6 separate regions of the Mus musculus genome follow, and regions 2, 3, 4, 5 and 6 are each linked to region 1. The links are chromatin contacts, called in public Hi-C, HiChIP or PLAC-seq and promoter capture Hi-C maps. All regions are on one chromosome and are shown on one strand. The core of a region is the stretch at or near the end of the contact, and the rest is flanking DNA. Distances in the headings are between cores, read along the strand shown.

Evidence for each region. Promoter capture Hi-C pulls out the DNA fragments that hold promoters and counts their contacts. A called contact is a pair of places that touch in the nucleus more often than the background predicts. HiChIP or PLAC-seq counts read pairs in DNA pulled down with a chosen protein or histone mark.
Region 2: a contact with region 1 is called in a promoter capture Hi-C map of stem cell-derived epiblast-like cells, with 5 times the contacts expected there. The contact joins the enhancer-like site here to the promoter of Stmn2 in region 1. A contact is called at or near these places in 12 of 39 promoter capture datasets (the 3T3-L1 cell line, 3T3-L1-derived adipocytes, cranial neural crest and 7 more) and 3 of 115 datasets of contacts at active chromatin or transcription factors (all in embryonic stem cells).
Region 3: an H3K4me3 HiChIP or PLAC-seq map of stem cell-derived neural progenitor cells shows a contact between it and region 1, with 14 times the contacts expected there. The contact joins the promoter of Il7 here to the promoter of Stmn2 in region 1. A contact is called at or near these places in 13 of 39 promoter capture datasets (the 3T3-L1 cell line, 3T3-L1-derived adipocytes, cranial neural crest and 7 more), 7 of 484 Hi-C or Micro-C datasets (cerebral cortex, cortical neurons, embryonic fibroblasts and 2 more), 16 of 115 datasets of contacts at active chromatin or transcription factors (embryonic basal ganglia, embryonic forebrain, embryonic hindbrain and 7 more) and 1 of 9 other capture datasets (pancreatic islet).
Region 4: a contact with region 1 is called in an H3K27ac HiChIP or PLAC-seq map of embryonic stem cells, with 7 times the contacts expected there. The contact joins the enhancer-like site here to the promoter of Stmn2 in region 1. A contact is called at or near these places in 6 of 39 promoter capture datasets (the 3T3-L1 cell line, cranial neural crest, embryonic stem cells and 2 more), 1 of 484 Hi-C or Micro-C datasets (embryonic stem cells) and 6 of 115 datasets of contacts at active chromatin or transcription factors (embryonic stem cells and forebrain).
Region 5: a Hi-C map of cerebellum shows a contact between it and region 1, with 4 times the contacts expected there. The contact joins the enhancer-like site here to the promoter of Stmn2 in region 1. A contact is called at or near these places in 3 of 39 promoter capture datasets (the 3T3-L1 cell line, maxillary cranial neural crest and stem cell-derived epiblast-like cells) and 1 of 484 Hi-C or Micro-C datasets (cerebellum).
Region 6: a contact with region 1 is called in a promoter capture Hi-C map of stem cell-derived epiblast-like cells, with 4 times the contacts expected there. The contact joins the enhancer-like site here to the promoter of Stmn2 in region 1. A contact is called at or near these places in 7 of 39 promoter capture datasets (the 3T3-L1 cell line, cranial neural crest, embryonic stem cells and 3 more) and 6 of 115 datasets of contacts at active chromatin or transcription factors (all in embryonic stem cells).

The regions. Positions count from the first base shown.
Region 1 is chr3:8,506,588-8,511,520 of GRCm38.p6, reverse strand. It overlaps Stmn2 (stathmin-like 2), which reads right to left and starts at 1,994. Exons shown (of 5, transcript NM_025285.2): 1 at 1,891-1,994. The coding sequence starts at 1,909.
Region 2 is chr3:7,577,466-7,582,398 of GRCm38.p6, reverse strand. The region is part of intron 2 of Il7 (interleukin 7); the gene reads left to right. Among named protein-coding and RNA genes, the nearest start is that of Gm16685, 33 kb to the left of the region's middle. Within about 2 kb of position 2,783, at least 11 of the 459 cell types and tissues checked have an H3K27ac peak or open chromatin away from gene starts, as enhancers often do. A contact at or near this core is called in embryonic stem cells and stem cell-derived epiblast-like cells, where this site is marked.
Region 3 is chr3:7,610,895-7,615,827 of GRCm38.p6, reverse strand. It overlaps Il7 (interleukin 7), which reads left to right and starts at 2,068. Exons shown (of 5, transcript NM_008371.5): 1 at 2,068-2,657. The coding sequence starts at 2,648. Gm16685 (predicted gene, 16685) reads right to left here and starts at 3,123. Exons shown (of 3, transcript NR_168341.1): 1 at 3,019-3,123.
Region 4 is chr3:7,680,490-7,685,422 of GRCm38.p6, reverse strand. All of the region lies in intron 2 of Gm16685 (predicted gene, 16685), which reads right to left. Among named protein-coding and RNA genes, the nearest start is that of Il7, 69 kb to the right of the region's middle. Within about 2 kb of position 2,277, at least 11 of the 459 cell types and tissues checked have an H3K27ac peak or open chromatin away from gene starts, as enhancers often do. A contact at or near this core is called in embryonic stem cells, where this site is marked.
Region 5 is chr3:7,784,681-7,789,613 of GRCm38.p6, reverse strand. No RefSeq gene overlaps it. Among named protein-coding and RNA genes, the nearest start is that of 1700010I02Rik, 170 kb to the left of the region's middle. Within about 2 kb of position 2,078, at least 4 of the 459 cell types and tissues checked have an H3K27ac peak or open chromatin away from gene starts, as enhancers often do. A contact at or near this core is called in cerebellum, where this site is marked.
Region 6 is chr3:7,802,307-7,807,239 of GRCm38.p6, reverse strand. No RefSeq gene overlaps it. Among named protein-coding and RNA genes, the nearest start is that of 1700010I02Rik, 150 kb to the left of the region's middle. Within about 2 kb of position 2,084, at least 7 of the 459 cell types and tissues checked have an H3K27ac peak or open chromatin away from gene starts, as enhancers often do. A contact at or near this core is called in embryonic stem cells and stem cell-derived epiblast-like cells, where this site is marked.

The DNA of each region.
Region 1 (4,933 bases), core at 745-3,244:
TCAGTGGGGTCTCTATCCCAGAACACAAGGCCATGGGCTTGGGCTTGGGAAAAAGGTCCTTGGATTCTGCATGGGCAAGGACACCTTCCCGAACCACAGGGAAGGGGGTCACCTCTGTGGTCCAGGGGCCCAGCAGGGCGCGGCTGCGTCTTTGTGCGGCCAGGCTTGGCTCGCCTTTCTGCACAGCCTCTATCCGCTGGGAGGGGCTTAGTCCTGCGACCCTGAGCCTGGGCAGATGTGTGCACACCCTGAGGGGTTTGGGGCTGTTCTGGAAGGCGGGGCTAGAAAGAGGGGTGCCCGGACTGCAGACTGTTCAGCAGCCCCACCCAAGTTCGTGGGAGCCAGCCTGGAGCCTGAGTCTTCAGGGCTCCGCAGACAGGGTGGGGCAGGGCAGGGTGGAGCCAGTCCATATCCTTTTTCCTGCTCTGCATCAGTAGCTCGATCTAGTGTGTGTGTGTGTGTGTGTGTGTGTGTGTGTGTGTGTGTGTGTGTGGTTCTAGCCGCTTCCCCAGTGCAGGCCCCTCCCAGGCTGTCTACCCTAGGGAAACAAGCACAGGACCTTTTCGGAACGATGGCACTGGATCTAGACTGGACTCTATTGCGGTTTTACAGATTTGGCTCCGTCTGACCCACAAAATTGAAATTGCACGAGGCTCATCTTAAAGACCTTGACCTCTTTTGCTTTATGTCACCCTTACACATCTTTATCTGTATTATTTTCTGTATACCCTTCTAGGTTCCCTAATTGCCCCCTCCCCTCCCCCCGAAATGACCCAAGGAGTTCAGAATAGCTCCCCCACCCCCTGCTTCTTTCCCTTTTTTGATTTTTTTTTTGCCACTATGTTTAAATATCCTATTTAATGTGGTTCTGAAAAATATGTTAACGAAGAACAATGAGGCCAGGGTGGAGCGGCTGAGGTTAGCGGTCAGGTCAGGCACGCAGGCTGCTAATGAGTGAGTGGGGCGTGGCGGGGCTCTGCCGTTCCCGCAGGGTTGGGTTTTTCAGTGTTGTGCTGAGCTCCCCATTAGGCCCCCATTCTACTGAGGGTGTGGAGCTGGGTCCGGGTGGGGACAGCTTGACTCTGCACAGGGTGGGGCTGTCCGCATAGTATGCCCAGCGCTGCAGGTGCCCCCCCCCACACTCCCACCATTGCTTCACACACAAAGAAACCCCACCCCGGCGCCTTGGGAAGCCAGGTCCCTTTACCCCTCCCTGCCGCGCACGCTCTCCCGCCCCTGCAGCTGCCCACCCGCGCCCTCCACGCCCTCCTCCTGTTTCCCCTCCCTCTTCCTAAAACAAAGGAGCTAAGGTCCTACCCCACCCCTCCGGCCGCCTTACCTCCCCGCACCGCGCCCCAAGACTAGTGGTTTTTCCAAGATAGACAATACCATTAAATGTGCCCACTCCCCTCCCCCGTTCCCACTCCTCTCTCAAACCTCCAGGATGGGACCGCTTTGACTTTGCATTTTCTCTTTTATTCCAACATCACTCCCTTCCTGTCCCTATTATCTTTTTAAACTACAGAATAAATATAGGACGTTCAAAACCACTTTCCGAAATGTCCCTTCACCTCACTAAAGGCAAATCGTTAAGGTAGCCCCCTCCCCTCTGATGGACACTTTAGTTTTAAATATGGAAGCAGAATAAAATTCCTACCCATTGGAGGAAAACTTACCTGCTTCTATCTTTTAAAAAGAAACCATTTACTTTAGTTTTTCAAAGACACCCTTCCCCCTTTGGTCTCTTAGAGCTCCCTCCAACCTTTCCCGGTTCCTGTCATGAATGTCTTTCCCTTTATAAAATATCTTTTAATGTCTTTAGAGATCCGAGAGAGAAAGGGAGAGATTGGCTCCAGATAGAGCCCGTGGGGAGCAAAACGCGATTCTTACCCATTGCTGTTTTAGCCATTGTAGGGATGTGCACGCACGGAGTGGTGGCGAAGGCAAAGGAGAAGGGTCCAGCTGTAGCCGCGGAGAGAGCGAGAGAGGAGTCTGAGTAAGGCACTGAGTCTGCAGAGTGGGACCGTGCTAGAGAAAGAGCAAGAGGCAGGAGCCCATGAATAATTATCACGCAGAAGCTCAAGCAGATTGGCTCTCAGGGTCCCCTGACATGACTCCCGCAGAGTGAGAATCTCCAAGCATTAAATATTGATCGGCCAATGGTGCTGGAGTACAAAGTACCAGAATGCAGTTTGAAATGGAAATCAGTCCTTGTCTGGAAGCTCCCCCCCATTTTGGAGCCCAATAGTACAGTCCAAGTGGAGTGGTGCCTTAGCCTGGAAGCCTCCTTGGAGCTAAGGACTGGGCTGTGCTTACCTGTACCCAGGAGGCTATACTTTGCTCAAACATGTGTCATTGCATAGATTGGCACAGAGAAGGAATAGACTCAGGGGCCTGAGAACCCACCCCAGTGTGCTGAGTTTTGGAAAAATCTGTTTAAAGCTTGTGTTACCAGTGTTTCTTATTTTCTCTTTTACCTTTGGCCCTGCCCTTGGTGAATCCTGGCCTCCCTAATATATGATGGAATTCCCAAACCAACCCATGTCTGGCTGTGGTGGCAGCTCAGAAATGGCCTGGGCTACTGGTCTTTCTTTCTAGCATAGCTGGGCTCCAGAGTGCATGATCTCAGGAGGGTCTTATAACAGAGGGAGGGTGGCTGTCTTTTCCTCCCTTTAGCATAGAGGAGAGGACTGTTGGCTACCTGGGCAGAGATGTAAGTTCCATCTAAGGACATGATGCAAGAAAGCACACGAACTTGGACAAGGAGTGATTTTTCCTGCATTCACAGTCAGATTAAGCACTATGAAGTGCAATGAACTTTGAAACATTATAAACAAGGTATTCACTCATTCACTCATTCATTCGTTCACTTCAAAAAACATTTAGCAAATGTCCATTCTTTCTCAATTCCTATATTTTCTGAGCATGTGCAGAGCACTGGAGACACAGCATCAGGGATACTTTTTGGACCTGTGTTCATGGAACTTTTGATGTGCAGGATTGAACTCTACTGTACTGACATTGTATCAGCCTAAACTCATGTAGGAATTGTGGTTGAGATTTAAAAATAGCAAGAAAGAGATACTTCCATCTCAGAGATGAAAAAAAATAAAAAAAAGAACATCGTTGCAGTGTGAACATGAATGAAACACTCTTTAACTTTAAAGGTATCAAAAATTAAGATTTTGCCCATTGGTAAATTGTTTGGTAGTTACTAGGTTACACTTAAAAAAAAATTTTTTTTTTAAGTATCCTGAACAGAAAAGCAGAAGCGCTGTCCGTGGTGCTGAAATGGCTCTGCACTTCCGGTTACTTTGTAAAGCGTCTTCACACTCTGGATGACTTGCTGACTGGCAGGAAGCTACTGGGATGGGAGCATTCCTGACCTGCTGAATCACAGGGAAAAAAAAAATAAAATGAAGATCAATACAATTATTTCTTGAGCAGGAAGATGAGAAATTATTTCTGTCATCGAACAGGTCCATGACTATGATGCAGATAGAGTACTGTAGGAAATTGGCAGGGTTTGGAAAAAAAATGATCATTTTTTTTCTTTCCCCAAAGTCATTTCCCAGTATAAATGTGAGAGCTTCTTCCTTCTCTGAAGGCTAGTTAGCAACCAGAAGATGAGGAATCTTCAGCATGCCTGCGTGAGTAATATCCCCCCACCCCCATTCTACCCAGGCTGTGTGCCATCTGTATACACTCTTCAACCTCCTTGGAGGATGGGACCCTCAGCCATGACATAATGTCTTTAACAGTTACAATTGGCAATTCAATGAGATCTATTGCACTTGTAGCACAAAACACAATGCAGTCCTCATTTTTTACTCTCCACTGAGTATTCCTTCCTGAGAGACAGGAGCAGGAGAAAGAGGTCAGTGTGTGCAGGGGCAAATATCAGATGAGTGGCTTTTAAAACAATTGTGACTTTTTGGAAGTTCTAGCCACTTCACCACAGCTCTGTATGATTTTCCAAATAAAGAGGGGATAGCTTAGTATAAATTACTATAAAACACCAAGATAGTGAGTTATTGTCAATTGGATAAGAAAGTGAGATGGATTAAAAGATTTGTGTCTATATAGATTAATGCCTTTTATTTTTTTGACACCACAATGTGTTATCATGCTTCTTGTTCTGGGAAATTATGGCAAAATAGGAATTGGAAGTTTACTTCATATTCAGTACATTGCCTTCTTACTTCTTTAGCTAGTTCATGTAATCAACAGCTACTTTTTGAATGATGTTTACACTTTTTATATTACAAACTTAGCTAAGCTTCTTTTTATTGCCTAAAATGTATAAAAATGAAAAAAAAACATATACCTCTTTCTGAAATAAAATGCTTTGGAAGAAGATGACTATCTTTTGAATGAATTAGGTCACATTTGCTTGCAAATAATAGAGAGAAAGCCACAACAAAACAGCCACACATTGCCTCTGAAAATGAAGTGTAATTTCTTGGCTCCTGTAACTATAAAACAGAGTGCATTCATTCTAGTGATCTTTTCCTGAAGCAAGTGCTTCTCATGGTTATTGGTAATCACTCAGATTGAAGAGTAGGCACCACAAAAGTCCACTGTACAGTTAGTGCAGTGTCACAAGGATTTGGATGACCTGGCAGGTTATCATACATAAGTGTACTGCATCTCCATAGATATACAACTAACTGTAGGTTCTGTGACTGTGTTTGTAGCTTCCAATACATTTAAACACTTTAAGAGCAAGGGCTGAGTAGTGAACATCTTTATTTGCTTCACATAACATGATTCACATGATAGACTAATACTTACAAAACAACAACAACAACAGATACGTTGCTGAAATGCAAACAAAGCCGTAGCTCTGTGAAACCATATCGGTGCTTACTTATAACTATGCTTGTTGTGTCCATATTGTAGCCATGTACCAGACTGTTCACTATTGTTCATT
Region 2 (4,933 bases), core at 1,534-4,033, 930 kb after region 1:
AGTGATCTAATGAGAATTCACTGTGAGCACTACTGACATTTTCTTGTATAAGAAAGACCAAAAGAACTATTCTATGGCAGAAAATGGAGCAACTGGGTAATAGAAGATGACCTGGTGACTACCTTTATCTGTAACTTCCCTTATTTTTGGTTAAGTAACTGATGTCTATCAATAGCTTTTACTATACAACAAATGCATGCAGATAACATGCATTTCTCAGATTCATAGATATACACTGGGATTCATCATTTCCAAATGATTCATTTTAGTCATACAATGGAGGAATATGGTCATTTTTACATATGGCTACACAAGTCTTTGAAATTTTTTTTTTGAAATAGAGTTCAATTTCTTACCGTTGAAGGTAGACTAGAAATACTGGTTCCACATGAACCAACAAAATAAGGTGAAAAATGCAGTATGTGTCTTCTAAAACGTAATCAGAAAAGGTAGAAAACCTCTTCCTTTTGTTTGTTGAACACTTGAAATAGTGCAAGACACTGAATTTTAAGAACTTAAGAAAGCCTGTAGAAAGGTTCTGGTGGTAAAACTCTGAGAGGATCTATAATAACTAAACTAATGAGTTATCTTGAGAATAAATCCTCAAGTCAAAACCTGGTGACTATAGACAGGACTAACATCTTAATGGTGTTTGATGGCATATGTGGATCGAGCAGCCTCTTCTAAACTCTAATCTTTAGAAATAACAAAGGATAAGTTTTTTTTATTATTATTTGTGCTGCCATTACTGTAATTTATGATGCAGTGACAGATAAGGAACCAGTTGCTTGCTGGTGCTTGGCCCTGTGCAGATAAATCACAAGAGGCCAGTCGCAAGAGTGAAGTATGCTCTGGTCTAATCTGTTCATGTCCACAACTAAAGAGTCAATCTTTAGGTGAAATCCAATGTTTATGAAAGCACAACATACTTCTCTATAATGTTAGATTATGTCACCCAAACATGTCAAATTCTCATCTCAGAAAGTTATAGTAACAGAATCTTTGAAAATATGATTAAATCAACGATTTGACATGGGGAAATTATACTGGAAAGCCAGATGAGCTCTGTTACTGCAAATGGCCTTTTAAGATAGAAACCTGAGAGACTGGAGACACACACAGTGATGGAATATGGTGGTATGGCCACAAGCCAGGAACACTAAGAATGTTGGCAGCCAGGAGTAGAGAGAAAAGCCAGATTACGGATGCTCCCTGTGCACTGTCACTCAATGCTGAGTTTAAATTTCTCCTCTCTAGGTATGTGACAAGATACATTGCTTTTCTTTCTTTCTTTCTTTCTTTCTTTCTTTCTTTCTTTCTTTCTTTCTTTCTTTCTTTCTTTCTTTCTTCCTTCCTTCCTTCCTTCCTTCCCTCCCTCCTTCCCTCCCTCCCTCCCTCCCCCTCTCTCTCTCTCTCTGTCTCTCTCTCTCTCCCTCTCTCTCTCTTTCTTTTTTGAACCAACACGTTTCTAGTAATTGCCTAGAGCAGTCATGAGAAGTGGATTCATTCTCCCATAAAGTGGAGGCATTGCTAAGTAATATCTGAACAATATCTAATCAACTTTAGCATTCATTTATAAAGTCAGAAGTACTATTTGTTGATTCCAACAAATGTGAATAAATTAATAATAAATGAACAAAGCATAAGTAAAGTAGAAAAATTGGAAAAAGAATGATTAGGCCCAAAGAGAAGGCTTACTGGGTAGAGGTACTTATGTGGAGGCCTGCAGACACAAATTCAGTCCCTGGGTCTCACAAGGAGACAGAAGAAAACTCTCAAATGGTGTCCTCTATTTTCCACACATGTGCTAGTGTAAGCACACACCTGTACTCTTCTACATGCATGTACTAAATAGATTTTACCTATAAAACCAGTCAAAAATGCTAACATTTTTTCTTATTCTCCCTAAGAAACTAACAGAAAATGAGCCTAGATTAATATCAGAGAAGAAAATATGGAAAAATTGTGAGGTCTTTGCATTTTCAGGGAAAAATAAAGACTGAAATATAAACTTGTCATTAGTGCCTTGATAAGTAAGCATATGTAAGATTTTGTAGAAAACACACATAAAGCAAAAAATTAGAGGATAAATACACTTAAAAAGTGATGAAGGTATAGAGGTATAACTGATACAGTTGTTTGGAAGACCTTGGAACTTTGGACAAGAAAAGTTGGTTAAATAATAAGTGGGGCATAATGGGCCTAGGTCATAAAAGCATGAAAAATAGTGCTGAGGACAATTTGGACTACATAGGCACTGGTGAAAAGAAGAGTATCAACTGGATTAGAGTGCACTCTCCCTATACTTTGGCAGAGAATGTGGCTACTTTCTGCCAACAAATCCACCTGTGGTAAAATGGAATTTTCTACTAATATCATTGGCAGAGGAGACTTCAAGACAGCCTAATATTAATTGTGCCAAGTAGTGATTTTATTCATTCTTATGCACATCTACAGTGAAGAGAAACAAACAAGACAAAGAGAAATTCAAAATGTAAAGTTTGGGGAGAAAAAGAGAAGCAAGACATTTGGTACTGGAGCTTATTCATGGAAGAAGCTTAAAGGCCTGATGCTGGATAGAAAAAAGGGAGTAGAAACCTCTGGGCAAGACCCCAATAACCTAATCCTGTGACCAAGGAAAACAAAGACCTGAAAGTTTTCTTTGTCCTAAACAACAATGGAAAGCTTATGCAAATGTAATTCAAGGAGGGGACAGGTTCCAGCTCCAGCAGGCAGGAGAAGTTGGCAGCTTCAGCTATGTAGCTTTGGCTTTAGAATTAAGTGGGACACAGGAAAGGTATTGTGGAATGTTCCACGGTTTAGGAAAGCTATTACTAAAGTAAAGGTTCATGGCAGTAGGTCTTTGCAGGAAAGTCCAGGAAAGCCATTGTGTAAAGCTGTGAATGTAAAGGATGGATTGTGATGGAGATCTACCAGTGCTGGAAAAGTCACAGTATGTTGTATCTGCCAAGGAGAGAAGCTCCAGGCAGGATGTGGAACCAGCCCAAGATTGTTAAGTGTGTTTCTATCAGCAAATCTGGGAAGTGTGGGAGATATGAAGAGCTATCTACTCAGCCCTTTGACATTAGGAGTTTGTCCTACTGGATTTCAGCCTTGCTTTGGTCCAGTGCTTCATTAATAAGTTCCTGCTCCTCCCCTTTGAAATGGTAATGTATATTCTGTACCACTGTATGTTGGAAGTATGTGGTCAGCATTTTGCTTTTTGTTTTTATGGGGTTTTACAATTAAGAAATAGGCTTAAGTCTCAAGGACACTCAGGACTTTGGTATTGTAAGCTGTCTTGAAAATAAAAGACTATGGAGACTTTTGAAGTTGGCTGATGCATTTTACATTCTGATATGACTAGAAGCCTATGGGGGCCAGGGAGCTGAATGTAGTAGTTTGAATGAGAATGGCCCCATGGTCTCATGTATTTTAATGTTTAGTTCCAAGCTGATAAAATTGTTTGGGAAGGATTAGGTGTGGCTTTGTTGCAGAGATGTGTCACTGAGGGAAACTTAAGAGTTCAAAAGCCCATTCTAGGCCCAGTCTCTGCCTTTGTCTGTGGATCTTAGTTAACATTCTACTGCCATGCCTGAGTGCTTCCTGCCATGATAATCATGGACTATATCTCTAAAACTGTAAGCAAGCCCCCAGTTAAATAATTTCTTAGAGTTACCTTGATCTGGTGTCTCTTCACAGCAATAGATCAACAATTAACACAAGAAAGTTAAGTATGTAATAGAAAACAAACAAACAAACAAACTGCAAGGTGCAACCTAATGAAATTGAGACCTTTTCTAGGAGCAATTCACATCATAGATCATAGTGATTTGGACTTTTATATTGTGGGTTTTCCATATTTATAATAAACTGGAAATATGTTTACATGAACCAACATGCCTGTAGGAATCTATTATTTTGACATGTGTTAAATCAAGAAGTTGTTTTCTTCTGTTATGAATTCATATTCTGGGCTGCTATTGATAGGTTTGCTTCAGAAGGCAGCCGTGACATCTTACATGTTCATGTCAAAGGGACACTATCATCATACTGAAAATTAAGTTTTCATCAAATACTTGGCAAACATGCAGAAAAGCTTAACACTCTCTTTTGTAGGCATATGAAATCATATTAGTTTACCACAGCAATAGCCTAACCAACATCAATTTTCAAATATTGTTATGAAATTTGTTAGAACACTCTAAGAATTTAATTCAGTGACATATTTCATATGAGACTTGTAGGTTTAATAAAAAATGTATGTATAATTTGATGTCATCCTGGGGATTAAATAAAACTTGATAGAAAAATGACTTAGTAGATAACTGTTCATTACTTTTAGTTGTAAGGTGGTAGCTTTAGAAAATATATGTCTTGCTCCTGTGATGATTCCAGTATGCCTTCAGTGACTGGTACAGACAAATTTCCAATACTTCTCAATGCTATTACATGATCATATTTAGAGGATGCAGGGACACATCTGCCAAATGCCAGATAAAACCATAAAACCAGGTTGCTGTTTTCTTAAGTTAGTTTCAATATAGGGTTTTGTAGAAATCTTTGACAACGGTCATCAATAAGTGTTGAATTTTAAACAATTATGTATTCAGGCACTACTTCCTACAGGTAAAACAGCAAATGCATACCTTTTAAAGTCAGGAAACCTCTCCTCTTTGCATGAACAATATAAACAATATAAACAATGCACAATGCACACTCCCCTAAGTGGAAAATAGATGAAGATCAGAAGCACTTACTAATCTTCTAATCTTGACCTTGCTTTACTTACTGTTTTGACAATATTATCCATACTGAAATCTTTAAGAAGCTTCAATAACCTGGAATCACCAGTCTACTGGACAGAACTAGTTCAGTTTGATCTTAAGAGATTCTGAATCTTATTTGAGATGATATTGTACATATTTGCTTA
Region 3 (4,933 bases), core at 819-3,318, 900 kb after region 1:
CTCATTAAACAAATCAGGAACTGAACTTTTAATTCTCCCTGCCTCTGGTTGAGCAGCTAGGGTTACAGGTACCAGGCCTCACATATTATTTCATTTATTTAATTATCAACATTCTAAAAATTCATGAAATATCCACCCCTGTCAATCTGTATGTTCAATTTGTATTTAAAAAGCAATAGCTGATTTAAAGAGCTGGGCTGTTTTTTTCAAAAGGACACTAATTTTCTTAGAATTCTCTCATAATACAATGTAGTTCAAAGGTGTCCATTTTTATCTAACCTTTGAAATTCCAAATGCTTTCTAAATATTCTTTTCAGAAGACATTCTTAACACTGAGGGTCAGAGTCCTGTAAAATACATTTACTTCTCCTTTCCTGGAACTTTAGATACTTTCGCCTCATTTTACTCCAATGTTGCCTATGCACAAGCCTTTCTGGTGATTGTACTAGGAAGGAAGACAGACTTCCCCTCTCGCACTCTTTTGATGGATGTTCTTTGACTCTCCTCTGAAAAGCCCAACAACAGGTGGGGGGAAAAAAGCATAGAATGTGAGCAGTTGTACACCTACGTGTACCCTATGGTCAGGGAGTTTAATACAGCCGCCACAAACCTAGACATGTTTATAGAGTTAGTCTTTAACCACCCCTGCAGCCTCATCTCTGTCTACTGCTTTTCTCCACATCTGAGTTCCAATGACATTTTTGGAAATGTGTGCCTGAGAGGCTCAGTTTCCTGATTTCATTTGCCAGCAATTCCCTGTTTTCTTTCTCTTTCCTCTCTTTCCTTTTTTTTTTTTTTTTTTTTTTTTTTTTGGTGGACATTTTTCCATGTTCCATCGTTGAAATGCTTTCTCACCACAGTAGCTCTCTTCCATCCTGTCATACTGCAACGCTGGAGCCTAATCCTATTCTAGATAGCCCTTCTCTGTGGATGGGAGCTGTCTGGAGACCAGGGCTGCAGTGAAGATAACAAGTACTGTCAAATCTCCTGATGCTTTGAGCAGGATGACAACAAGAGAGACAACAGAGAGGTGTTTAAACAGCCCTGCAGGCACCGGGTAGGATTTATTTTGGAAGTGCACTAAGACAACAGGTTTTACATTGAATGTGGAAAGTGAGAGTCCCTGCAGAGTCCACAGGCCAGTGCCCAGTTAGAACTCCTATGGTCCACACTCTAAATGCACAAACAGTACCTCTCTGCCTCTTTTCACTGTTAACAGACAGAATCTGAAGCTCGTGTCCTGATGTCCGATTAGGAACCGCCAGCTCCAGACCCCTTTCTGAGGTTCCCCAGAGCGTTAAGAGCACACCCACCACCCTAGGGCGTCTTCTTAGTCTACTGTATCCTCCATTATTTACAAGGTTCTCTTCCACAAGAGATTCCAAGCAGACTCTTTGAAGCCAGCCTGCAGGTGTTTTTTATCCAAATTCAGCCACGTGAACTTAGCTCTGTTACTTAAGGAAGCCTCTGTTCCCATGTGTATCTTTCAACTGCAGATAAGAAAACAGATTGCCTCGGCAGAAAACTCCAGATGCCAAAATACATGTAAATTCCTGACCAAGAGTCCTGGCATAGAGCAAATACTAGATATATGAGAGATATGGTCCTGATCTCAGATCTCTCTTGTTACTGGTTTGCACAACCTGCCTTCACCTAAGCAGTGTTTCTCCTGATTATAAGAAACAACACTAAATCAGGAATCCCCTCGGTAATTCAGGCCTATTATTAAAACAAAACAAAACACTTTAATGAAACAATCACAATGGTGATTAGCTATGTCAGGAGATAACTGTGGGAGATAGTTACTATGCAGAACTTCTATGTGCCCCCAACTAATACGAGTTTTGGTTTTCTGAAGCTACCACTTACATACTAGACTGGATGGACTCACAAGAATTATTTGTTCTTAAAGTCCTACCTGAGCAGGTGCATTGCACAGATGACAGGGAGGAAAAAAAAAAAAAAAACAAACTAGAGAACCTAGAGGGGCAGAGGGCGTGACCCTCTTAATCATCCTTCACTTCCTTTTTTTTTTTTTTTTTTTTAAGATGACTTACATCGGCGGCAGCAGAAGCAGCGACGCCTCCTCAGTGGAACTGACTTGCAATAGCGAGCTTTCTCTGCTGCACATTTGTGGCTTCTGTGGACATATTAGTAACCAGCGGTTTTAGCTCCCAGTCTCACAGAGTTGCCAGAGAGGTTAGAAGTCATTTGAAAAGCCTATTAGCCGAATCTTTCTGATCCAGAAGGCCAGCTGGCTTCTCCTGAGCTACTTTCAATTCGCAGCAACCACTGATCCTGGTCCAGGTGACTGGGGAAGACGCTGAGGGTATAAACCCAAACATTGAACCTGAAGACCCAGCGCAAAGTAGAAACTGAAAGTACCCTGCTTAGTCTGCCGGCAGATCCTACGGAAGTTATGGCAAAGCCAGAGCGCCTGGGTGGCCGGTGATGCATGCGGCCCCTCTTGGGATGGATGGACCAGGCGTGGCGTGGGTGAGAGGAGTCAGCTGCCTGAACTGCCCTGCCCAGCACCGGTTTGCGGCCACCCGGTGGATGACCGGGGTCCTGGGAGTGATTATGGGTGGTGAGAGCCGGCTCCTGCTGCAGTCCCAGTCATCATGACTACACCCACCTCCCGCAGACCATGTTCCATGGTAAGCGCTGCTCTCTGGTGCGCACAAGTAGGTGCGCCTAGCGCGCCGGGGACTCTGGGACAGTCCGGGAGGTGCCACCCGCCCCCGCGCCTCCGCACGTCCGGGAATAGCCCGGCCTTGCACTTTGGACAGGCTGAGAGCTTGGCCTCTCCCATGGTCAGCCACTACCCGCGCTGAGCTCGGTTGCCCAGAACCATTGGCACCTGGGCGTACAACCCTGGCGGGCGGGGAGGAACAGTTCCCGAGGCGGTTTTCAGATCCCCAGACCCAGAGCTTCAGTGCGGGAGCCGCGACGCGGTGGCCCCCTGCAGTCAAGACTCAGTAGTCAGTGGTTTTCAGCCACTTTGTCCCTAGCCAGTACCTCTTCAATGCAGCCCTTCCTGGCTTCCTGGCTGTGCAGTTACTCACAGGCTGCCTGGGTTCAGGGCGTTGCTGGGCTCTCGCAGCTCAGAACTTCATGGAGAATGAAAGAGTCGCTCCCAGGATGCGCTTTTAAACCCTAAAGGACAGATCATTGGAAAACCCCCTCTTCTCCCCGCAGTAAGTCTGGGAGTTTCCGATCCAGGCTGTAAGTTGACTTGTTTGCTGGGAACCCAAGTCCTGCGGCTGAGATTGCAAAAGGCCAGATTTTATTTTCCTTCTATATATTTGCTACTTAAGGGAGGCAGAACTTTAAGTACCCATGAGTACAAATTCTTAGCTCCCTGATCAAATCTAATAGGCTTGCATTAGTTTTAAATAAGTAAGGATTTAAAGTGGACAAGAACAGAATTGACAGAGGCTGGAATCCATTTGTAGCTAGAACTAATAGAGATGAGAACAGAATGGAGTGTGAGGAGGTCTACCTAAGGGAATGCAGGTGTTTTAAATACTTCCTCAAGCAAGAGAACCTATGGAGGTGCAGGATCTAGCCTAAGGCTCTTTCCTTTTGCAACCCCATTGCAAACCATTGTATTGGTTTCCGGCCCACTGTTTTAGGTACAATTACTTCCCCTCTCTTAGGTACTAGCGAACCAAAAACATTTGAGGGAGTACTTATCAGAAACCAAATAAAAGATGTGGAGACCTGAGAGACTGCCCAAGAAAATGATGGAAGGCTGCCAAGGTGCCCCTGCAGGAGCTCACTGTACAGCTAGAGACACCGCATCCCTGTCTTCTTTGCAATGCCCTGGGTTCTGAAATTGCCTTTCACTTTAACCCTTGGATTACCTACAACCTGGAGAGATAAAAGGACAAAGGAAAAGCAAAGGTGTAATTTAAACGAGGAGGCTTTTCCCATTGAGATACATCCATATCGGACATGCCTTATTTTCTTAGTAAAGAAAATATGAAAATATTAAACTCACGGGAGTTAAAGTAAGTGGCTTTTTTTTTTTCTTTCATTTTCGGTCCAAAATTTACTAGAGGCGTGGGTAAACTCCATCAAGGCTGTGTGCTGTGTTTCCACTTTGTTATGTCGGGACACCAAGTAAACAAGGATTCACTCGCTGACGCTCAATTGTGCTGCCTCATTATGAATCAGCATACATTTTATTTGTATACTAATAAAAGGAAACAATGAGAAACATAGAGCCTTGGGAATATGGAGGAAGCCTGAAGATCTATCTGTAAAGGAGAATTAGAAATTTCATCTCAGTGTGTATACTTCTTGAACAAAAATGGAAAGTTCTTTTATAAAACCAATCTCATGGCCCATGGGTATGAAGTACTGTTATCCTGACTCTTGACAGATAATTTTGTTTTTTAATTAATTTATTTTTATTCCTTAATCTTTTTTTTTACAGTACAGACTTTATACCTCTCCTGTTCTGCCCCCCCCCACTGCTCTCCTCCCCATACCTCCTCCCCAGCCCCCACCCCACCCCTGACTCCAAGAGAATGCCCTCATCCCCCATGCCACTAGGCCTCCCCACTCCCTGGGGCTTCAAGTTTCTCAACAGTTAGGTGCCTCTTCTCTCACTGAGGCCAGACCAGGCAGTCCTCTGCTCTATATGTGTTGGGGACAGACAACTTTATAATATGTAGAAATATTTACTTTTTCCCTTGAAATAGGAGCATACGCTGTAGTTTCAGAGCTTGGCCAAGAAGCCCCTTCATGTAGAAGACAATGAATATTTGTACTTCCTCTCACTATCTGTGCATGCAGTTATGTTGTAGGAAGTGTAATTCAGTAGCTAATAGCGGATTCCCTAGACACCTCAACCCGAACATCAAATGCAGCTCCTGAATCCCTAGAAAAATTGTTTTGGAGAATTGTTCTTTGGGCTCCAGATTCT
Region 4 (4,933 bases), core at 1,028-3,527, 830 kb after region 1:
TTTTGATTAATTACATACTAGCAGCGCATTCATTAGGATAATTGTTTTAAGAAACTCCCCAAAGACTTACAATGTTTTTACTTCCCCCATCCTGGAAGAATTATTTGTTACTCTTTTTTTCCAACCAAAGGTAGAGAAATACAAGGTAAAATTTAATTATTAGAAAGATTTACCTATGGAAATTTGTAGTAAATGGCATAGAATAATGTTTTAGTATACTTTGCCTTAGACCAAGCTCCAAGTGCAAGAAACTATTGGCACGGCATAAGATGTGCATTTTCCTAGGCAGTAAAGGTGTTACTAACAGTGTCACATAGATGGTCCTTTCTACTTCAAACATAGGTCCTGACTTAACAAAGTGCACAACTATCCCAATTGCAAACAAGTTAGAACATATTGAAACACACACACACACAACAAAACCCAAACTCAGTCAAATGATAACTAAGAATGTAATTGCCACATAAAATTCTAAGTTCTTATTCTTCTACTCTTTCCTTGTTCTAAGTGACTAGATGAGCATAAATATAGTGCTCCACAAAGATAGTACTGGAACCTGTAGTCCCAGCATTCTTGTTTGTGTATGGCTTTATTCACGACTCTATGTTCTTTTTGTAGTTTTCCTGCCCTTTACACATGAAGGAGAGGAAACCCTGTTCTCTCAGAAAAATAAATACTTTGTATTTTATCTACTATTATTTCCACAAGAAATGAGGGAATTGTTGCTACATTCTATGCTTGACAATGAGTTAATGGAGAAGACTAGGGTATCAAGTCTCTTCTCACTTCTCACCCCTCAGGTCATCAAGCATTAGAAACCGCACATACTGGGTTAAGGTTTGTACTATTGGCCTCAAGATCTTAGTTGCAACTTTTTTATGTCAGTATCCACATGTGCAAAGATGCTGAATCCAAAATGCAATAAATCCACTCATTTGATTTTTAGACTTTATTTCCCTAAATGAAATAAATGTGAGTAATATTAGTTACATAGGACCAACAAGAACAATAAAGTTGTATAGCTTTTTTTCTCAAAGGAAATTTGACCCGTCCAGCAGGTCCAGTTATTCGAGGATCTCGAGGGGACCTCCTCCTAATAACCAAATGGGGGGTAGAGAGAGACAAGGGTCTTGTACGAGTAACGACAGGGAAACCGTTCTGAAGTTGTATCAAGACCCCAATGTATTGAGAAAGGTCCAAGGTTTAAATGCACAAGCAAAAGGGGAAGTACAGATACTTATCAGTGGGAGGGGTAGGGCAATACAAGCAAAAGGAGAAGTACTTATGGGAGGGGGGGGCAATAGAAATTCTTTCTTTTGGCAGCTACACGGGGAAGCAGGAACTTGGTGGTATCAGGGTGTGGTCAGGACATCGGTGATGACCTAGGGCTAGAACATCCCGTGGTTCTCGGAATCCATGTGTTGGTGGCCCGCTTTTGACCCCCTTTTCTTCTCAGGGGGAGAGGCCCAATTCAGAGATCAAGAGTTGCCTTAATAGCTCCCAACAGAAATTAGAACACTTTACCAACATTATTGTCTCATTAATACCACATGTCTTTGAAAAATAAGAGCAGTGCATGTAGATGGAAGCTTATGAGCTGGGGGAGGCACACAGACCTGAAAATCATTTAGGTGCTAAGTAGACAAGATAATGTGTGTGAAACCTGGTGAGTGCCCTCTGTTCACTGCCTTCTACCTACTCCGAGTTTCTGTCTCAGGCTCCCACTCCTTTTACTGCCCCTCCCCCAGTCTTCTTTCTATAGTAGAAAAGCTTGAGACAAGATCATTTTGGTTGGATAAGGGGATATTTTGTTGTACCCCAAAGTATTCTGACTTTCTTGAAAAAATATCATGAAAACTTTTCTCATTGTTTAGTTGTTTCCCAGGAGCATGAGTATCTCCCATTTTTAGCAAACTCTTCAGAAGTAAGGACAAATAATTTCCCTTAGCATCTTTGTAGAGTTGGAAGAGTTTTGACTCTGGGATACTATAATGCCTGTATTTTGAGCTATTGGGTGAAGAAAAAAAAATCCACTAAGTGGAGAGATCAGACAATTTAATAGGGGTGAACATGTAGAGGCAGCTTGGCTATAAACTGATTAGTCTTGCAAGCCTGAGGACCTGAGGAACTGCCGCAGACCCTCTTGGTCTGCCTAGGACAGGTCTCTGGTTGCAGATGGACAAGGAGTCGGAGAATGACAGACAGATGGACAGACAGATGCAACACACAGAGGCAAGATACATACACCGAGTTACAGTGACACAATACAAAAGGAATGTATACATCAAAAGAAGGTGGGGACCAGGCACTGCTGTTTACCTCTAAGAAGGGTGCCAGGTGTAATGCTAGTCTATTGTTAAGCCCACCACCAGGGGTTCTTAGTAAATTCCTGATTTATGCTGTTTCTTTGAGCCTAGTGAAGAAACCTGTCTCAGGGGGATTCCCTAACTCTTTCATGGTGAACCCACCTATTCTCTAAGCCATTGTGAATTCCCTTGTCTGGGTAAGACTGGCTATTGTCCCAAGTAAACACTCTGCAGACCAGCCGTGAGCTATTCCAGCTCCGTTCTTTGTAATGCCTAATTAGTTTCATTGTCTCTACTAGAAGTAAATTTGAATGTTACTGAATAGATAACCTTCTCACTGCATTCCTACTGAGTTCCAAGTTTGTCGACTTCAAGGATTTTCTGGGAAGTTGGAACAATGGCGAAGGCTTAGCTATGTCAGAATTCACTCTTAAAAGGCACTTATAATAAAATAATACTGAAAGAGAGCACGTGGATCCACACACCAGACTAATTTGGGGATAGGGTATGAGTATACGGGTTATGAGAACACCAAAGTTCCAGGAGGTAAGTTTCCGTAAAACTCTTTGCCTTGTGAGTGCTCCCAGGCCTCTTGGCCTCCAAGCAAACTTCACTGGAGTGTGCATAGCAAGGACCCAGCATAAACATAAGAAGCCTACTCTGGTGGTTTGCTTTTGGGATCCTGAAGCTGGGGAACAGAGTCAGGTGGATCCCTGGGTCTCACTGGTCAGTCAGTTTAGTGTAATTTGTGTGTTTCCAACCAATGGAAGATTCAGTATCTACTCTCAATAGTGGTAGGTAGCACTTTAGAGTAATACTTAGGGTTTTCCTCTGGCCTCAACATGTACACTGACACACAGTCATGCAACTGCACACACAAAACCATGCACATAGACAGACAGACAGACAAACAGACAGGCACCCATTCACACACACACCAAAAAAATTTGAGACTTAGAATCCCAAGAATTCAAACTATAATTTACATGATAAACTCTCTGTATGCATGGCCTTTTTGTTGCCCCAAAGCCTTCCCTACACTATTTTCTAAATGTTGTAACTTAGCCCTGATGTATTATGGGTAAAACCTTACACCAATCCTTAGTGGAAATGTTAAGGGATGAAGAGTGTATCACCAGAGGCCACATGATAGTGATGAGTGCAAAAGTCTTTCCATTGAACAAGTCAGAGCGTATTGAAGTGAAGTCTGGTCTTTAATATTCATTTGACTTTTGCCCAGCAATACTCCTAAGTGGAGATTCCACATTCATTTCTAATACAGAGGAAATGTGTGCTTAACTTAAAAATATGGGGCTTATATTCTGAAGATACTGTAATGTGTGGCATTTTAAATACCTAAAGATAGAACAATGTATTTATAAGGGACAACCACAATGCCAGACTCTGCACAAGCTTTGAAACACTCAAAGTCAGTGCTACCTCACATAGTCAGACAAGCTAGTGAGCATTTAATTCCATGAGATAGTGAACCTGGGTTGTGTCTTTAGCAAAATAAGAATGATCTTCATCTTATTGAAGTCATGATGTCCAATCACTGGCTTTAATACCATCATTTTCATAGAAGTGGATACACACACAAATGAAGAATGGGTCACATCTGCCATTCAGAATGAATGGAAATAGAGTGAATAACTCTTGGCTTTAGGTTCAGCAATAGGTTCTAATTTGTAAGGACAGTACTATGAGGCACAAATTGGTATCAATAGGCTCAAATTATTAGACAAGAAGGCAAGAGCATTGCCACAATGTCACAAGATTGTTGGTTTTAAGGACGGAGGAACCAGAATAAGTATGATTGCATTTCCAAAGGCTGAAAAGATGCAGAACAATGTGATATTAAACAAAAGACAAGCTTGCCAGTTCCCTGGGAAATTTTCTCAACAGGGATATATATTACCCAGGAGCAAGTCCCCCCAGGGCTACAGCAAATGCTCAGGACTCATGTCATTTCATGGGAAATGCACAAAGCTGCTACAGGAGGTAGACAAGGGGACCTGCCAGACCTCCTGTCTCTAATCTCTGTGATTTAAAGGTTCTATGCTATTACCCAGCAAGAAGCACTGCTATTTAGCGATTCCATTTGTAAAATGACCCCACAGGTTTTTCTCTCATTGTTTCCACCTTTGCTGAACTCTCATTTTTTTTCCATCTTACTTAGTGAGACTCAAACAATAATACATGGCATCAGAGGGTTGGGAAGGTTGCTGAAGGACACCTAAATAGGAGTAAATGTTTGCTTGCTAGGAAAAAAATAAGAATGGGAAACTAGAAGAAAGTTGAAAAGGTCATCTTTGCTTGCAAGTGAGTTTTTCTGCATCTAAATGGGATTTTGATGTAGACACCACATTCCTCTAAGAAAAGCTATAGTTGAGTGCAGAAAACCTGCTCATTAATCTTTCTTTTGACAAGTCTAAGAAAAAAGCAAACAGAGGTGCTAATTTAACACCAGCTTATTGCACTTCTCAGGTTGTAAGTGAATTCTCTAAGGATGCAGAGGATATTGAACCCTTTGGATGACACTGAGCATCAACAAATTGTTAGACGCCTTTTAGTACTGTTTCTGGGCTGGAACCCATGCGTGTCCTTTATGGGATTCAGAGAAAGCT
Region 5 (4,933 bases), core at 829-3,328, 720 kb after region 1:
TTTGGCCATACAAAAGATGAAAGGAAAAAACAGCTTGCTTGCAAGTATTGAAGGATTTTCTTAAGCGGGCACATGGAGTTCACACTCATGATTTCATTTTAACACTTTAAAACAGACCCCCAGTCATCAAGCAAATTAACTTTCTCACTCCACACAATGAGCAGCTATGAAAGGGGAAGTGGTGTTTGTCACAATGCCCTCCATAATTTTAGAAGAAGGAGAGGAAATTTATACCTGGTAGAGTGTGTCTTGTGCTGTGGTTTAAGAGGAGAAATCAATAGCAAAGTGGTAACTGGAAATCCCCAAATATTTTGAAATGGAAAAGCATATTTTTTTATTTTTATTAGGTATTTTCCTCATTTATATTTCCAATGCTATCCAAAAGTCCCCCATACCCTCCCCCCCCCACTCCCCTACCCACCCACTCCCACTTTTTGGCCCTGGTGTTCCCCTATACTGGGGCATATAAAGTTGGCAAGTCCAATGGACCTCTCTTTCCAATGATGGCCGACTAGGCAATCTTTTGATACATATGCAGCTAGAGTCAAGAGCTCTGGGGTACTGGTTAGTTCATATTGTTGTTCCACCTATAGGGTTGCAGATCCCTTTAGCTCCTTGGGCACTTTCTCTAGCTCCTCCATTGGGGACCCTGTGATCCATCCAATAGCTGACTGTGAGCATCCACTTCTGTGTTTGCTAGGCCCCGGCATAGCCTCACAAGAGACAGCCATATCTGGGTCCTTTCAGCAAAATCTTGCTAGTGTATGCAATGGTGTCAGCGTTTGGAAGCTGATTATGGGATGGATCCCCGGATATGGCAGTCTCTAGATGGTCCATCCTTTCGTCACAGCTCCAAACTTTGTCTCTGTAACTCCTTACATGGGTGTTTTGTTCCCAATTCTAAGAAGGGGCAAAGTGTCCACACTTTGGTCTTCATTCTTCTTGAGTTTCACTCATTTAGCAAAAAATAATTACATTCACTAAAATACTGCAAGAAAATTTAAAATACCTATAATGCTACTTACCAAAATGTTTTATTCCGGTATTAGCAATGCTTAGAAGGAAGTACGTTTAATACTTTAAAAAATAAAATAATATAATATTCTACCTTAAAAACTAAAAAAAGAAACAATAAGTCTTACCTAAATTTGAATAGTAAAATATATAATAAAAACTGAACAGAAATCAATGAAGTCGAGCACAGAAAATGAGGATGAAAATCAGTGATGCAAAAGTGTGGTTGTATGGAAAGGTGATAAACTCTTAAGTTCTTAAGCTGACTACCTGAAAAACCCTGGATAAGGAACAAATTATTAGTGTCATAAATAAAGAAAAGGAGGATCATTTTTGAGCATTGGAAGGACGATAAGAGTTATAGGAATAACTCAGTGGCCAAACCATTTATAAGCACCTTAAACTAGGACTTTAGTTTACATGCGTAGAATTTAAACCCGGACACCCAGCACACCAGCACTCTCATCTCCCGGCAGAAAGATGGGACATGGAGACAGAAGAATCCCTACAAGCTCATAGGCCACAGAAGTGAACAAGAAAGGGAGCTGGTTTCAGCAAGAAAGAATGACACTCTGATCTCCAAACACACATCTTGGCATGGGTATGTTGTGTGTAATATTAAAAATCCATCCACGCTATCACCAGGTAGGCACTAGCCAGCAGTCTCAGTCTGTTCCCAGCCTGGCACATAGCCTAGGACGGCTTATTTCCCGTTGCCAAAGCCTGTCCCACTAAAGCTGATTCTGCCTCTCCAGAGCTCCAAAATCACTCTTTTCTCCCCATGACTGGCTGCTGCCAAGCCCGCTCAGGAACCCCAAATGTCCACAGCTAGCTGAGGAGCACTCTTGCCAACCCAATGCTCCACTGTGGTCACCTTTCCCTGGGGCTCAGTTGAGTCGCTCTGAAATGGAAAACACCAGACAATCTTGAGTTTAGATTCGAAATGTAAATGAAGAAAATATCTAATAAAAATTCTTAAAAAAAAGAATTAACAGATAACACAGTCGTTGGGCACAGAATCTAGCATCTTAAATTCACCAACTATTCTTTATTAGAAATCTTCCAGGGGAGGATTCTGGTAGATTCAGCTACCTGAACCAACAGCCCTCAGACTACATCTGTTCTGCCTTGCTCCCACCGTCCAAAATGAAGTCCCCTTCTCCTGCCTCCCTCTTCCATTTTCCAACAAAGAAGGCCCACTTCCTTCTCACCTAGGGATTGGCTTCTTGTCGACTTTATTATTTAATCAATTAGGGGGTAATTATACTACACGGGCATACCTGTACTCACATACACTGACCTGCACATATATTACACATATATTACACATACCTGTACTCACATATATTGACCTGCACATATATTAGACATATATTACACATACCTGTATTCACATACATTGACCTGAACATATATTGCACATATATATTTTATGTACATCATTTACACTGCACATATTTACATATACATGCAGAGTAGCAAGCAGTTACCCGAAGCTCTATGATAATGAATTTGATAACCTGGAAGGAATGCATAAATTCCTCAAAGACAGAATCTCTCAAGCTCACAGAAAAAGCAAGTCACAGTAGATGAAATTATGGAAATTAAACCAGAAGCTTTGTTCAAACTTAAATCGATGAAGATGCAATTTCTTGCGTGTATTTATCAATTGTGGTACATTCAGTAAAAATAGCATCATTCATATCTAAAGTGAATCAAACTTCTATTTGATTCTAGACACATATCTTTGACCTGAGTTCAATCTTCAGAGAACATAGTTTTAAAAATGCATAGAGGTGTGAGCATGCAATCCCAGTGCTGGGAATGGGGACAGGCAGATGATCTCTGCATTTGCTGACCAGCCAGCCTAGCCTAGGTTGTGGGTTCTAGTCCAGTGAGAACTTTAGACTCCAAAAAGAAAAAGAGGAATTACAGTGATATTGTTCTCTGGCACAACACCATATACACAAGCACACATACACAAACATAAAATGAAATGAGCTTTCAAACCATGGAAAAACGTAGAGGAACTTAAATGCATGCTGAAAATTAAAAGTAGGAATTCTGAAAATGTTATATAGTGTTTGACTCTAACTGTATGGCTGCCTAGAAAATGAAAAAGCATGAAAAGAATAATAAAACTGCCTATTCATGGCAGAGGCTGTTGTAAGGGAGGGGAATAAGCCGGTACAGGGGCTTTGATGCAGTAATCGACTCTGCAGATGGTTTAGGATAATTACAATTACATGTCAGTATTCTTTCACAATGGAGTGTGAAGCAGCAAACCCCAGAGTCATCTACAGGCTTTTAGTGTAACAATGTGCTGTGGCAGTTCAGGTCCGAGATGGGAACAATTGTTCCTCCAAAATTCATGAGGACTGTTGATCAGGAGAAACTTCTGAATGTGCAGCACCAGAGCTCTTGGGGAACTCTGTGTACTTTCCACTGTCATTCCCTCTAAACATAAAATTGCTCTGAAAAAGTCTATTGAAATAAAAATAAGGAAGAAAACTAAAGGAACAATAATGTGTCATTACTCCTTGCTATACCACCATCTGGAAACTGTTTTTATTTAGTGTCCCAAGCTTTACTCCAGCCAATTCAAATCAGTGCCAAGTCACCAAAACAAATAAAAGCCAAATCAAAGAGACTTAAAACAAAACACATAAAAGCACTGAAATACACCCTGAGATGCATATTAATAGCGATGACTAGTGTGGTTTGTTTTCATCATTTACCAACACTAAAATAATAAACTACTGAGTCAAACTTAAGGGAACTAAAATGGAAACAATGCTTCCTGTCCTTCAAAATTACCTAAATAGTTCATTTTTAACAAAATGTTGAATTAAGGGTGGAGAAGACCCAGAGATTAAGAGCATTGGCTGCTCTTACAAAGTCCCCAGGACACACATGGTGGCTGTAACTGTAGATCCAGGTTGTCTGATTTCCTCCTCTGTCCTGCCTAGCTCATACACACATGAATTGCAATAAATGTCTGCAGCTGATCATATTCATATAAGTAATAAAATAACTTATTTTTATTCTTAATTTATAAAAAACCTACACACTTAATGGAACCATTTTTATTTTCTTCTAAAAGTCCTTCAACTGAGTCAAAAAAATAAGAAAAGATCTACAAGCTTTTCTATAAAAGCTCAGATACTTAATATTTCTAGCTTTGTTTAAAAATAAAGATCTCTGTTACTGTCAACTTGGCCTTTATAGCATTAGCAGTAACAAGCAAAAGGCTAATCCAACAAACTTTTAGGTACAGACGCAGATTGATTCTGACACCTGTCTGCAGCCAGTGACCTGGAAGCACTACTCCAGTGTGTACTACCGCTCAGGAAAGAGCCTGGTATTCACATTGTATTGGATGATTTCCCTTCTCAAAGCATGACAGTGTTCTACCATTTAGACTAAAAACTCCACAGTTTCATTTCACATTCCCTGTAACTGGTAGTATTGATAGCCAATTTAATAACTGAAATTGATCATTGGCCATTTGTATGTCTTATCTAGTTAAATTGTATTTTAAATCAAATACCAAGCTCAGCAAAAGTAAGTGAGTGCTCACAAAGCAAGGGGCCCTACCTTCTCTGGCAGTGCAGAGGTGTTCTGATGCCTGAGACCTTGACTGGCATGCCCTAGCCAGGATCGCCTTCTGCTGCCTGTTCAAGAGCAGAGCTTTTTCTGTACCATGGTACTCTCCTCTTCCTCCTCCTTCTCCTTCTCCTCCTCCTCCTCCTCCTCCTCCTCCTCCTTCCTCTTCCTTTTCCTCTTCCTCTTCTTCTTTTTCTTTTTCTTTTTCTTCTTCTTTTAAAAATTTTTATTAGATATTTTCTTCATTTACATTTCACATGCTATCCCCAAAGTCCCCTATACACTCTCACTGCCCTGCTCCCTAACTTACCCA
Region 6 (4,933 bases), core at 835-3,334, 700 kb after region 1:
TGGTTAAGAGAACAGTGAAGGGTAGAGTGAAGCATGATCATGTATTGGGTGGGGGTAAAGGACTGATGCCCTGAGGCCTAGCAGAAAGAATGGAAATTGGCAACATCTAGAGGTAGGCGGTGGGGGTACCCTCCAAAACGTACCAGAGACCTGGGAGGTAGGAGACTCTCAGAACTCAAAGGGAGGGAACTTAGATGAAATGCCCTACATTGGGGAGAAGGAACTTGTAGAGGCCACCTCAAGTAGAAAGACAGGGCATCAAATAAGGGATGGGGTTGCCATTCCAATGCCAAAATCTCTGACCCATAATTGTTCCTGTCTGAAAGAAATGCAGGGACAAAAATGGAGAAGAGCCTAAGGAAAAGGAGGTTCAGCTACAGGCCCAACGTGGGATCCAGCACAATTGAAGTCCCCAAGGCCTGACACTATTACTGAGGCTATGGAGTGCTCACAAAAAGGGGCCTATCATGACTTCCCTCTGACAGACCCAATAAGCAGCTGAAAGAGTCAGATGCAGATATTTGTTCCCAACCAATGGACAGAAGCTGCTGATCCCTGAGGTTGAAATAGAGAAAAGCTGGAAGAAGCTAAGGAGGAGTGCAAACCTGTAGGAGGACCAGCAGTCTCAATTAACCTGGACCGCCAAGATTTCTCAGACACTTGATCACCAGCAAGATATATACCAGCTGATATGAGGCCCTCAACACATAAACAGCAGAGAATTAGCAGGTCTGAGTTTAGTCAAAGAAGATGCACCTAACAATCAAGATAATGGAGGTCCCAGGGGGTTTTGAGGTCTGGTGAGGTGTGGGGTCTGTGATTGGGGATATCCTCATGGAGATACAGGCAGGGAGGAGGTATGGAATGTGGAACAGTCAGAGGGTGGACCAGGAAGGGAAATAAAAAAAAATTAAATAAAAAGAAGGAATATAAAAAAACAAAACAAAAAAACAAAAAAAAAAAAAAGAAAAAAGAAAAAGAAAAACTCAGGCCTGTTCACAAATAGCTGGAATTCTAACCTCTTCCCCAACTGCATATAACAGTGTGATGGATGCTGAATATCATTTTTCATATCAACCTATTTGTTTTTACTCTTGGTTAATAAGGATGATCAAAAAGAATAGGGGCATGTACTCTTCAGAGGTTTTAATGTAAGATACATTACATTTGAAGTTATTGATGGTAACTGTTCTAATTAGGCAACTTAGATAAAATTTCAAAACAATTATTAACAGGTCCAGAGGCTTACAACAAGGTCTGAGGATGACAAGGTTCATTGGCTATATGTAATGTATTTACTCCATTTTGGAATTTAAGGGTAAAAAGACAAAAAGCAGAAGATTACTATATAGATTCCCATGAGAGTACTTAGAGTGATAAATAGGGTTTCAATTATTCAGACAAAATGAAATGACAGAGTTTTTATATTAATTTAATACTTTATCAAAATAATTGCAATTGGAATATTTTGTTTAGTGCTATTCACACTCCAGTGAAGTTTGCTTGGCAGGCCAAGAGACCTGGGAGCACTCACGAGGCAAAGAGTTTCATGGAAACTCACCTCCTAGAACTTTGGCGTTCTCATAACCCATATATTCATACCCTATCCCTGCGTTAGTCTGGTGTATGGATCCACGTGCTCTCATTTAGAATTATTTTATTATAAATGCCTTTTAAGATTGAATTCTGACATAGCTAAGCCTTCGCCAATGTTCCAATGTCCCAGAAAATCCTTGAAGTCAACAAACTTGGAATTCAGTAGGAATTCAGTGAGGTTTTCTATTCAGTAACATTCAAATTTACTTCTAGTAGAGACAGTGAAACTAATTAGACATTACAAAGAACAGAGCCAGAATAGCTGAGGGCTGGTCTGCCGAGTGTTTACTTGAGGCAATAGCCAGTCTTACCCAGACAAGGGAATTCACAATGGCCTAGTGAACAGGTGGGTTCACCATGAAAGAGTTAGGGAATCCCCCTGAGACAGGTTTCTTCACTAGGCCCAAAGAAATCAGGCTTTTACTAAGAACCCCTGGTGGTAGGCTTAACAATAGACTAGCATTACACCTGGCTCCCTTCTTAGTGGCAGCGGCCTGGTCCCTGCCTTCTTTTGAAGTATAAATTTCTTTTGTATTGTGTCACTGTAACTCAGTGGATGTATCTCGCCTGGTTTCTTGTTATTCTTCTGTATAAAAAGTTTGATGCTCAACTTGACAAATTACATTCAGATTCTACACAATCTACCATGTTGATCTGTCTGTCATTCGCTGACTCCTTGCCCATCTGCAACTAGAGATCCGTTCAACACAGACAAAGGGACTCAGAGCCTCTGCAGCAGTTTAGAGTTCAAGTTAACCCTTTGTACTATTTTTTTGTGTATTAAGGTCTTTAAACATTTCATCCAAACAAAATGAATGTTTTAGAGCCATTTAATCATCACTTAATGAACATTCATATACCTTTTCATATAAGCTTCTATAATTAGTTCAATCTACTGTCTTCTAAGCAAAAAGAATGTTTGCCAATTTTAGTCCATGTTACCTAAGAACTAGGGTGTAATGTGATTGTTTTGGGTAGACAATGTTACCTAACTATAATTTTAGAAGTCCTCTCCTTGTTTGCTTCTGAAGTGAAGTTGGCTTATAGTCACAAATAATTTAAAGGAGAAAGGAAGGCTTGGGTCACTGTTTTCTGAAGGGCTTTGTGATTGGCTGCTGAGAAAGTCTGATGGAAGGAGACTTGCAGGTTCTTGCTCCTGCCCAGCTTTGCTCTCCCTGATCATATATCCCCCTTGGCTTCTCACAGAGTTAGAATTTCCAGGTCAGCCATGAGTGAGCAGAGGCAACAGCCTCCCACATTCTTCTCCACCAACAGCTCCTGCAGTTAAGTAGCCTGGTTTCCCAAAATTCCCACAACTCCTGACTCGGCTGCACATGGCATCACTTAAGACTTGTTTGTGCTATCTCAAATTTTCCAGTCCCATCTTTCACACACTCAATCCTTTAATTTTTTTCCCTTAATTATGTAAAGCCTGCACCCTATAAAGGTCCATTATTCCACAGCACAATGTGGTATTCCAAGCCCTGTTCTTAATTTAAATCTGATAGACTGACTCTAACTTTAATCTGCCCCTGCCCCCTTAAAACAATCCAAAAGAGATTACAGTAGTCAGTTTGCTAGGTTACCATATACAAAGAAGCTTCTATGGAGTCTTAATTCCTCTGAGAAGCATTTCCTTTGCAAGAAATAGCAATAGAGATAGATAGAGATACATATTCCTCAAACATCTTACTTAATCTAAGAGATACAGCCTAAAATTTTATACGACCAATACACTGTTAAAATTCAATTCATATTCATAAGTACACATATAAAAGGGTTTTAATTATCAATCAGAATTACCAATTTGAGTTGAGAAAGTAAAAACATATAGAAATTGTATGAATTGGACTTTTTGAAATTTTGTGGTCTTTGTACACAGACACATACTCAGCCCACAAATAAGCTTTACCAGATTGGCCAGATGGGAGGCTACTTGAGGACAGAAACTCTTTTTCATATCCTGGATACAAAACACTGACAGTGTGGATAGCTTCCACATAACAGAGAGAGAAATGAAGAACATACCCAGAGAAAAGAGATGCCACAAATATGTCAAAGCTGAGGGATAATAGGAAACATGTGTTTTCTGCTGAAACATTATCAGCTCTCTAGGAATTAGCTAACCTGTGAAGACATTCTTCTCAAGGGGAGCAATGCTGTAGATGTGGACATCAGACACACTAACCCTACCACTACTCCTACCTATCCCTATCCCTACTCCTAACCATAACCCTAAGCAGAAAGAGATGCCAAAATAAACTGTGATGGGTGTTCAATGTGTCCAGTTTTTGAAAATGTGCTTACTAGCACAATTACAATTTATATATTATTTCTATGTTAAAATTATAGCAAATGTCTGAGAAGCAAAATAATGCCCATAGAGCTAGGGAGATTCACAGCTTTCGAAAGACTATATTAACAACTGAAAGATCAAATATAATGGTAGTAATATTTTGTAAGCTGTTGAGTGGAATGTCCAATAAGTTTCAATTATTTATCCCACAAATGTGTACCTTTGAATAAATTATTTCGTAATTTAACTAAGTGAGAGTTTGGACCTCAGTACTAGTATCACCTTCTCCATGGGTTCAGTCACCTAAAGTCAAGCTTTCTTGGATAATACTAAGTAAGAAATTACAAAAATAATTGATAATATCTACACCGAAGTGCTCTGGGTCATATGCTGAGATTTCACCTCCGTCCATTCTACCCTGCCTTGTGTGTGGGCCTTGTGTATGTGCTGTTCTGCCTGCCTACCCTCCTATAACACTTAGGAGTCAGCTGTCACCAACTGATGGACATGATAAACATTCCAGTAACACTTACATTTAAGCAATACTGCTTAATTGTGTCCCCAGCGCACAGAGGAAGAGATTGTGGCAATTTCAGCCTACAGAAGACAGGTAATAAAATGCTTCAAGTGATAAAGTAAAGGTGGATAAGGAAGGAAAGAGAAAAATCATATGTTGCAGTCGTTACATTATTTGGTTATTATTGTAACAGTTACTGTTGTTCATCACCTTTTGTACCTAATTTATCCACTTAAATTTCTCCTGTGTAATTACATAAAAGACATCGTGTGATTATAGGGTGTAAGATTCAGTTATCCATTTACAATGTGGAAATGTGTCCCTCAAGGCTAAAGGGAGAAATCTAGAGGTTCTAAAGTTCCTGTGTTAAATTTCAATTATAACAAATTCACTTATACAGAAGTTTGTTTTATTCTTAGTAGTTAATATAATTCATCTACTAAATTTCACCATCGTATATTTTTAAAAATGTGTTTTAATTTCCTATCAGAAATATTTTCATTTTCAAAACATTCATTAAGAAA